3 separate regions of the Mus musculus genome follow, and all the other regions are linked to region 1. A link is a contact called in public HiChIP or PLAC-seq data. All regions are on one chromosome and are shown on one strand. The core of a region is the stretch at or near the end of the contact, and the rest is flanking DNA. Distances in the headings are between cores, read along the strand shown. Region 1 overlaps Gm11266 (predicted gene 11266). Region 2 has its middle 21 kb from the start of Gm11412. Region 3 has its middle 35 kb from the start of Gm46886.

The links. HiChIP or PLAC-seq counts read pairs in DNA pulled down with a chosen protein or histone mark.
Region 2: an H3K27ac HiChIP or PLAC-seq map of neural progenitor cells shows a contact between it and region 1, with 12 times the contacts expected there. The contact joins two enhancer-like sites. A contact is called at or near these places in 5 of 115 datasets of contacts at active chromatin or transcription factors (embryonic forebrain, embryonic hindbrain, embryonic stem cells and 2 more).
Region 3: a contact with region 1 is called in an H3K27ac HiChIP or PLAC-seq map of heart atrium, with 5 read pairs. The contact joins two enhancer-like sites. A contact is called at or near these places in 1 of 15 datasets of contacts at CTCF or cohesin (the NIH/3T3 cell line) and 2 of 115 datasets of contacts at active chromatin or transcription factors (embryonic stem cells and heart atrium).

What each region holds. Positions count from the first base shown.
Region 1 is chr4:82,535,997-82,539,006 of GRCm38.p6, reverse strand. The region is part of intron 1 of Gm11266 (predicted gene 11266); the gene reads right to left. Among named protein-coding and RNA genes, the nearest start is that of Gm11266, 30 kb to the right of the region's middle. Within about 2 kb of position 1,611, at least 60 of the 459 cell types and tissues checked have an H3K27ac peak or open chromatin away from gene starts, as enhancers often do. A contact at or near this core is called in heart atrium and neural progenitor cells, where this site is marked.
Region 2 is chr4:81,763,085-81,766,094 of GRCm38.p6, reverse strand. No RefSeq gene overlaps it. Among named protein-coding and RNA genes, the nearest start is that of Gm11412, 21 kb to the right of the region's middle. Within about 2 kb of position 1,619, at least 69 of the 459 cell types and tissues checked have an H3K27ac peak or open chromatin away from gene starts, as enhancers often do. A contact at or near this core is called in neural progenitor cells, where this site is marked.
Region 3 is chr4:81,897,294-81,900,303 of GRCm38.p6, reverse strand. No RefSeq gene overlaps it. Among named protein-coding and RNA genes, the nearest start is that of Gm46886, 35 kb to the left of the region's middle. Within about 2 kb of position 1,478, at least 18 of the 459 cell types and tissues checked have an H3K27ac peak or open chromatin away from gene starts, as enhancers often do. A contact at or near this core is called in heart atrium, where this site is marked.

The sequences.
Region 1 (3,010 bases), core at 362-2,861:
AAATACCGCTCCAACCAGCACATTCTGACAACGCCTGTTCCATGTAATTCTGTACTTTTAGAGAACCGCCAATGGTTTTACGTTACAAGTCTTTTTCAAAGGCATCCCCGAGTCTGACCCACTTGTTAAAAAAACGTCTCCGTTCTTGGTTTTCTACATGGTTCTTTTCTGTACCCACTTTGTATCTTCAGTAAGCAGCATTGTTTATTATCCTTGTGTCTGTGAGCCCCCTCCCCACCCCCATTGAACTGAAATAAAGCAGGGGCTTCGGAGCGGAGCGCTGAAAATTATTCCAGGCTTCTCGGCTGAAGAGGGTCTCTTGGCAGTCCAGAGACCCGCTTGGAGAGAGCCCACCCGCAAGTGTGCGCTCGAAAAGTTTGTAAGAGTTTTTGCCAAGGCACCCGAGAGGTCCGGGAAGCCCAAAACTCTGGCTGGTGACCCAGCATGGAAAGATGTAAACAGAGAAGGGAAGTGTCAGGAAGGACGGGGAGACAAGCTACTTGCGGGCAGATCAAGCGAATATTGCCAGGATGATTAACTGCGGGTGGGGAACCTGCGGTGCGCAAAACAGATCGGAGACATCTTCTAGTTCCGTGGCTCAATCTCCTCCACCATTCCTGTGCGATGAAGTCTCACTAATAATTTCTCTCCATTCCACGTAGTCCTATAGTCTTCACTGTAAAAAGGAGCGCTCTCAACAATTTAAGGCTTATCCGCTTTCTTCCCCCCAGTTTCCTAATATCTATTCCCATTTCGTTTGCAGCCAAATAAATAGTGACCGTGGGGGATAAAAAAACGCATGGCCTTAGAAAACTAAATGCGCCGCGTTCCCCAAGTTGCTTATCTCCTCTGATCCTCTGATGAGACCCTTGGTACGGCAATTCCAAATATTGGTGCTCCCCAAGCTCAGTGGGGTTCGCTGCCAAAAAAAAAAAAAAGCCACACACATACAAACAAAAACAAAAATAAACAACTAGCAACCCGCATCAGAAACTCTCAATGGAAAAGCCTGAGCCCCAGGTGCCTCCAGCAGCTTCCCGCAGTTTGGCTGCCTGGAAGCCTGGAAAATGTGCGCCAGAGCCGGGCTGCGCCCAGCACTTTCCAAGTGAAACTTCAGTCCCAATGGTCTTTCCCACAGGTTCTAGGACACATGAGCCTGCCTGTCCCCAGCTTCTAAAAATCCTCCCCACGGGCTCATCAGGTCCTGGTAAGTGAACTGCTCTTCGGCGGCTGCTGGATTAAGAATGTGTGTCTGCTCCTTGAGGCAATGACTTTCTTCCAGCAAAGTGGCCTAGAAGCTGCCGGTAGCCCCCAGGCTGTGGCAGGAGAGCATCCGTCGCCTGCTCCTCGGAGAAGTTGAGTGAATTTCCGCATAGGGAGAAACGTTAAGGGTTGGAGTGTACCGTGGGGGGCGGGAGCATAGCAAGTTGCCCCCGGCTCTTTGTTTTTGAGAGTCCCCTCGCGCTCTGGTCTCAAGAATCTTCCACACTGCTTCATAGTGAATCATAGAGAATCGCGCCGAGATTCGGCTGCATGGGGCTGTCTTTAGCTTCTGCAGACCGAGGCCGAGGAGCTAGTGCAGTTCCCGGGCATCGCCAGACTCTGTTACTACTGCCGCTCGCCCTTCGGCTGAAGTCCCTTCTCTGAACACCCCCAGAACAGTTCCAGCTCTCCCCAAAACTGTGTAAGGAGAGGAGGATCAGATTTATAGACTGCAGTGTACCCCAACAGGTAGTTTCACCTGGCCTGGTTTAAATATTAAAGTCTGGGCCTTGCGTGGGCATCGCGAAACTGGCCCAAGACACAGACTTTTAGTCGGGGACGAAAACGGCGATGTGCGAGTTACTTAAGATAATCATGTTTTCTCTTCAGTCTTCAACTTATCCCCAAACATCGAAAGAGCTGATCCGTTAGGAACGAGGCTCAGCGAGCCTAAATAGCTGGCTTCCAGCTGCAAGCCCACAGGCAATTTGATTTACCTCCCACCCCCAGAGAGTTACTAAAGAACCCTACTCCCGCTTTAGAGAGATGGGTTCCTTTGGGAAGATCCTTCCTCAAAATGCCCTAGCCTTGGACAAGGAGGGTGAGCTGCGCTGGCTTGGAACAGAATTGCAGTCCCGGTTCTGTTGGTGCGCTGAACAGTGAGGGAGAGCGATGTGCCAGGGCGAGCATGGAACCCGCGAGCCTCGCGTGCACTGCGATTCATGACTCCTTATGGAAGCTCAGGGAGAAGTTGGTGGCCCGCTTGTACAATCTGGGGCCAGCATAGTCCTCTTCTCCAGGGAGTGCTAGCCGAAATTCTTCCCCTGGGGCCATTGATGCACGTGGTGCGCAATGACCCGACGCAAAGTCAGGAAACCGCTAGCAATGGCCCAAAGATTCCCGCGTGTGCCACCCTCGAAGGGTGGAGGAGACCGGGGACTGGGCCCCTCGGGAGGGACGATCTAAAACTGTCTTGGGAGACAGGCTTTCCCCTGCTCCTTCTCTGAGCCCTTGCTTAGTGGTACCTTTTGCCATCTCAGCCAGGAATCCTGGTCTTACCCTACCTCTCTCTTTAGGAACCAGTTCAGGCTCCCCACTGTCACCAGCCCCTACGTCAAGAGCTGTGGGCAGATGTGACCTTGGGCTCTTTGATTTTTAAGGGTATCAAGGTCTGGCCCTGTTTCCAGTGTTCCAAAAAATCTCTCTCTCCCTTCTTCCCAGCTTCACATCCTATCTAGAGACTGTGGCAAATTCAAAGCCTCTGTCACTGGACAAGCTATCTAAACTTGCAGTTTTCTGGTACCTTGACCCCTTAAAGTTGGCCTCAGCTAGCTCTGACAGGGAGAGTAAAGTAGCCACCCTTACCCCCTTCTCCTATTCTCCTCTCACCCACCAGCCACCTTCACCTTTCCCCAGTCCAAACCTTGCCGGCAGAAGAGCAGGAGTCTCTGAAAGGCACAGACTGGTTCTGGCTGTCTAGGAAGTTCTTTTCTTCGCTGGCCCCTCTGTGAGGCCCTTGCATTCTGCC
Region 2 (3,010 bases), core at 370-2,869, 770 kb after region 1:
AACAGCAATAAGGAATCAAATCCAAAAACAAAAAACAAAAACAAAAACAAAACAAAACAAAACAAAACAAAACAAAACCTAATAAAGAAATGAAACTCAAGAAGAACAAAGACCAAAGTGTGGACACTTTGCCCTTCTTAGAAATGGGAACAAAACACCCATGGAAGGAGTTACAGAGACAAAATTTGGAGCTGTGACGAAAGGATGGGCCATCTAGTGATTGCCATATCCAGTGATCCATCCCATAATCAGCTTCCAAACGCTGACACCATTGCATACACTAGCAAGATTTTGCTGAAAGCACCCAGATATAGTTGTCTCTTGTGAGACTATGCCGGGCCTAGCAAACACAGAAGTGGATGATCACAGTCAGCTATTGGATGGGTCACAGGGCCCCCAATAGAGGAGCTAGAGAAAGTACCCAAGGAGCTAAAGGGATCTGCAACCCTATATGTGGAACAACAATATGAACTAACCAGTACCCCGGAGCTCTTGTCTCTAGCTGCATATGTATCAAAAGATGGCCTAGTCAGCCATCACTGGAAAGAGAGGCCCTTTGGAATTGCCAACTTTATATGCCCCAGTACAGGGGAACGCCAGGGCCAAAAAGGGGGAGTGGGTGGGTAGGGGATTGTGGGGGTGGGTATGGGGGACTTTTGGGATAGCATTGGAAATGTAAATGAGGAAAATATCTAATTAAAAAAAACTCCCAAAAAAAAGAAATGAAACTATATTTTTAATTACTTTAAAAAATGTGCTAGCTTTCCAAGTGAACAAATGAATTGTACTTTATATCACATAAGTATGTTTATGACACACACATCTCAAAACATATTTAAATTTTATGCTTGAGTTATAAAATATGTACACATTTGATGAAATTTTTCATTGAGCACATTTTGCAAATTTCAATTTGAAAGTACTCCAGTTGAAAATAAAAAGGGCACAAATAAAACCCAGAAAATTGCAGCAAAGGATGAATCAGGTGGTAATACGTCTGCTAGGAACCACATGCATTTCTTGACCAAAGCTACGAAGGCCATCTCCAGGAGCTTCGACTGCCTCCAGGGCTCCCCTTGCCTAACTCGACTGAATTTTCTCTTTGAATACCACGTGCATCTCCACTACTTCAGGGCACCAGTTGTCCAAAAGCTAGAGGTTAGGGAAGGGCAGCTGTGTGTAGAGGTGTGACAGTCACTTTCTGTAACTCACTGCACCACCTTCAGATTCAATGCAACCTTGAAAACTAGCTTGGAGATAGTGTCTCCTTTCATTTTAAATGCCCTGGCCTTTGTCACTTTACACCAGATCCATAACACCATTTTAAGGAGGTTGTGTTGTTTTCTTTCTTTGGAGGCAAGAGGTAGGAAGAACTGACTACTATTTTGAAGCAAACCACTGTTAACCTTGGGGTTCTCCCTACAGTGGACATCCATTCCAGCAGGCGGTCCACTCCTTCAAGACTCAATTTGGAAAAGTGCTTTTAAAAGCCCAGCGTTGGCCTGGCCCTTTTGGTTGGATTTCTGTGGAAATTTTCTTAGTAACCATTTTCAGCTGAGGGAGTTCCCAGACAATTGTAAAGTGGAAGCCCTGCAGGAGGAGGGGAGGGCTGCTCCTGTGCTAATTAAAACAAAGGCTGCTTGTGTAAGCGGGCCGGCCTGCTGCACAGGGCTCACAATGCAGGGGCCTCCCAGGCACCAGCTCCTAAATCCGCCGGGACTTTCATTTCTAAATACAACTAAAGGAATGCTCCTTTGTGCATTCTATTTTCCTTGCCAAAGTGGAAGAAGGTGAAGCTGTCCAATGTTTGCTTTTGAATGTGGTGTGCCCAGCCGCAAGGCAAAGCTGTCCTCACCAAAAGCAGGGCAGCCTAGGGTCGCTTCCCAGTACAAGTGAGCTGCTAGGAGTTCTTGCAGATGGATACCTGGCTCCACTGGAATTTGCTGTCACTCTGAACTCAGGTGTTTAAGCAGAGATGGCCTTGTCATTCGTCTCAACAGCGGACAGGCTTCAGATCAGACCTGGCCTCAGCAAACTCCCCTATGCTCCGGGTGCCTACAGCAAAGTAAAAATCCCGGTGCCCCGTGAAAAAAAAGAAATGAAGACATGCCTGTGCTTTGTCTTCCAGACTTCAGAAGCTTCCCCTGTTCCGTAGGTCACATGGACTTTATTTCAAGCCTGCCCTTCAGTGTAGTCGTCCCTTTACAGCTTTAATGGCTGTTCTGTTTCCTTGTCCATGATTATTTTACAAGCCCTTTTGCAACTTGACATGCTTTGACACAGCCTGTAGAAATGTAGCGTTGTACCCGATAGTACAGTAAGTCCAATGCCAAAGAAAATGGCTCGGGAAGGGAGCAGGGGGCCACAACACTTGAAAAGAAGAATCTTGGGCAAGACAGTCAACGTTCTTGTGACTTTCTGGAGTTTTCCAGTGTGAGTATCTACAGAGTTGAATGCCAAATTTGATTTCAAAGTTTTACAAGGTTTCATTCCGGCTAAACTAATACTTGGCTAGGTCTCCTCCCTCCCTCTCTCTTCACCCTCTCCCTCCCTCCTTCCCTCCCTCCCCTTCCTCCTGCCTCTTCATCTTTCTTTCCTCCCTTAGTCCCTCACTACTTCATCCCTCACTACCTACCTCCCTCTCAAAGCAGGCTTGAAAGACAAGGTACAGCATCCGTTTCCAATTAAAAGAATAAAAAATTTTAAATGTCTCCCTCTGGGCCTGGTGCTGAGCCAGGTGAGAAAATGGTGGGTGTGGTTGCTGAGAAAGCAGGGAGGTGAAAATCCTCCACTGCTTGAAGTCACTTTATACTTGAGAGGGCTCTCCTCCCTGTCCCATTAAAAAACAAAACAAAACCCCTAAAGCTGTGATATCTCTTTATTTCATTTGTTTTCTTTAAAATTCATTTCCCTCAAAATGCTGCTAGTTCCCGTGGACCCTGCACTTAACTCCTATTTTCTCTGTATCTCTGACTTTCGTTCATTCCCACAGGGGTAAATATTTGACATC
Region 3 (3,010 bases), core at 229-2,728, 640 kb after region 1:
ATGAGCTCCAGCCCTGAGTTGGCCCAATTGGCTTCTGTCTAACTGGGGGAAAAAAACCTCATTCTCAAAGCTGTTCTTTTGTCTCCCAAATGCTAGGGTGGCTTTCCTTATGTAATGCCCAGGCTCTTTTCCAGGCCCTTGTAGCTCAGTGCGTGAGGATGGCAAAGGGCCAAGGTATAAGTACATGAGAAAAGGACTCTTTTATCATTTCCCTTACTTAAAACTTGAAAGTCAGAGCTCTTGATGGATTACTTAGCAAAGTTCCTGGCTTCTCCTTTCCTACCAGCCACACACCCAGGAAGGTGATACAGCCTGACAACCCACTGATCAAATCACAGCAATAGCACACTGAAGGTTCAACTTGAAGTTTCTTTTTGTTGGTACATATCGAAAGCTCTGTAGAAATGACCCCAACAAGAAAGGTTCTTTCCAAAAGGGTGAAAGGGGATTTGGAAACCTTTTCTCCACTGTGAAAACTCACTGGGCTAATGCTACAATTCTTAGTTCAGTACTGAGGGTTTTATGTCTATAACCTTGTTCATGACCTTCATGTTCCCAGTTTGTGTCTCAACAGCAGCCTAAAAGGAAGAAGAGAAGGAGGCTTTGGTTCCTGGTCTACAGCTGAGAAGACCGAAACCCTAGAAAAGTACACTGGGCTAGTATCATGAGAAAAGGAGTAGAATTGGAGCATAGAGTTACATGTTTTGTCTTTTAGTCAAGTGATTGTTGTTGTTTCTCTATGTATATAGAGTATATAGACACTACACACACACACACACATATGTGTATATATATATATATATATATATATATGTATGTATATATATATATATACACACACACACATATATATTTAGTTTAAATTAGTTTAGTTGGTTGGTTGGTTTTGGTTTTGGTTTTGGTTTTTTGGCAGTAGAAATATTAAACCTGCAGATTATTATATGTGGAGTCCTAGAAAATTCAACACATGTCTATGGGTGTCGTGGGTGGGTGCTTCCTTCCAAAGGTACCAAAAAGGAAACTTGAGCCTGAGAAAACTGGGGAGTGGGTGCTATTTCCAGTCCAACATATTGGGTCAGCTTTTGGAAATCTAGACCAACAGTTGAAGCTTCTTCTTATGTTCACTTCCAAAGATTCGGGGAATTTCTTTCCTTGAAACCCTCCAATTATGCCAATAAGAAAACAGAAACAATATACACAGTATTTGTCACCTGGGGCAGAGCAGGAGGAAGGTTTTAAACCTTTATGTTTGTTTAAGCTTTCTTCAGGTACTTATGATTGCTGATCTAGAAGGTTAAGTACATTGAGAGACACAAATTTGGAACAGCAAACTTGCTCTAAGGAACCTATTGGCTACCAAAACACTGCTCCAGGAGGCTGTTCACTTCCAAAGGACTAGCTGCCCTTGGGTCCAGAATTAGCATAGGGACTGCCTTTCTCTTCAAGGAGGGGAATTTGTAGTCTCTTGGGTATTTCACCAGTTAGCACCAAGCCATGCCAGCAAGAATGCCAAGACCTGCTTTGTTTACATGCTCTTTGCCTACTTCCTTTTCAGTGAGAAAGTCAAGGAGGCAGCCCTGCTTTCTGGTTTCAATACAAACATTTCTTTACAGACCGCCCATTCCCCGTGTTCATGGCTTAGGCTATCTTTTTCACCCCTTCCAAAATAGTTTGTTTCCCAGCTCCTGCTTCTCCTCTATGTTGTGTTGAGAAGGATCTAAAACATGCTTCCTTAAACAGCTTTTGTTTTTTGTTTCAAACCACAGTCTAAATTTAAACCCTGGCCCAGCCTTTGGAGTTGACCTGTGGTTGTGAGTGTACCCTCATTGTTGCCTTGGGGACAATTACCTTCAGCCAGTCAAGTGCAAATAAGCTGTGTCTGTTTGAGCGCAAGGGCATTTTCATTGTCAGGAACCCTTTGGGAAGAGCCTTCTTACATGTTTTCCTTCTTGCTTTTTAAAAAATTTATTCAGTCAAAGACAGTACGATTTATCCTTCTAAATATTGTCTTTTATTAATGCTATTAGAGGCAAGATCCTGACCTATCTTTGTGTTTCTCTCCCCTTTATCTGAAAAGCTCTTAGCATGTCTGACCTCAGTTTTTCTTTCCAATCTCATCGCTTATTCAATCTTTGTGTTTGCTTCTCTTCACACTTTCTTCCATCTTCTGACTCATTCTTGTTCTTTCCTGCGAGGTAGGAGTGGCCTTTACTACTGTCCAATCATCTGATGCTTTGAGGTCTTTGCTTAAAGCCTAGCTCAGTATTTTATTTTTAATGAAGGCTTTAAGGACTTGTCTAGACCACCTCACCTCTCCTCTGCTTTGCAACTCTGAGGATACCTGTTAGGCTTGAGAGAATACTTTAGAATAAGCTCTATGTCCTGCTGGCCCTGTGCAATTATTTTATCTTCTGAATTGTAATGTTTTTTAATACCAGTGTCTTGTATTTTTAAAATCCAGTAAAAAGTATCTGTCACACTGTTGCATGGATGCTGTCGGGGACAAGAGCTGGTGCATTTCACAGTGTTCTTTCCATGTAGACCCTTGGGAGAAAAGTCTCTTAGTCCTTAAGACCCAGCAAAGTTAGACTTCTTCAGAACTGATGCTTTGTTTTGATCTTGTGGTCATCGTGAGTCACGTCTTCTTCTTTTCATAGGCGCAGAGCCAGAATTGCAGCCCCCCAAGAGTAACCAAGCCAGGCTTAATGGCATATGCTTGGCAGTAATAGCATTAACTCTGGCTTCTTATTCTTATTTCCTGTCTTTATTTTTCTTTCCTCCAGTGTTCTCCCTTATTTATTTTGTACTCGTGCAATTGTGCATATCTTTGTAAAAACATTCAATCATTTTTTGGAATTTGATGAGGACATCATACATATATACATGTGGGAAGCAAATAATTCTTTACATTATTTTATCTTTAAATAGTATGCAAATCATTAATATATAGCTTGATGATTATTTTTTACATATTCTTATACCCACATAACTTCCACCTAGATCAAGATAT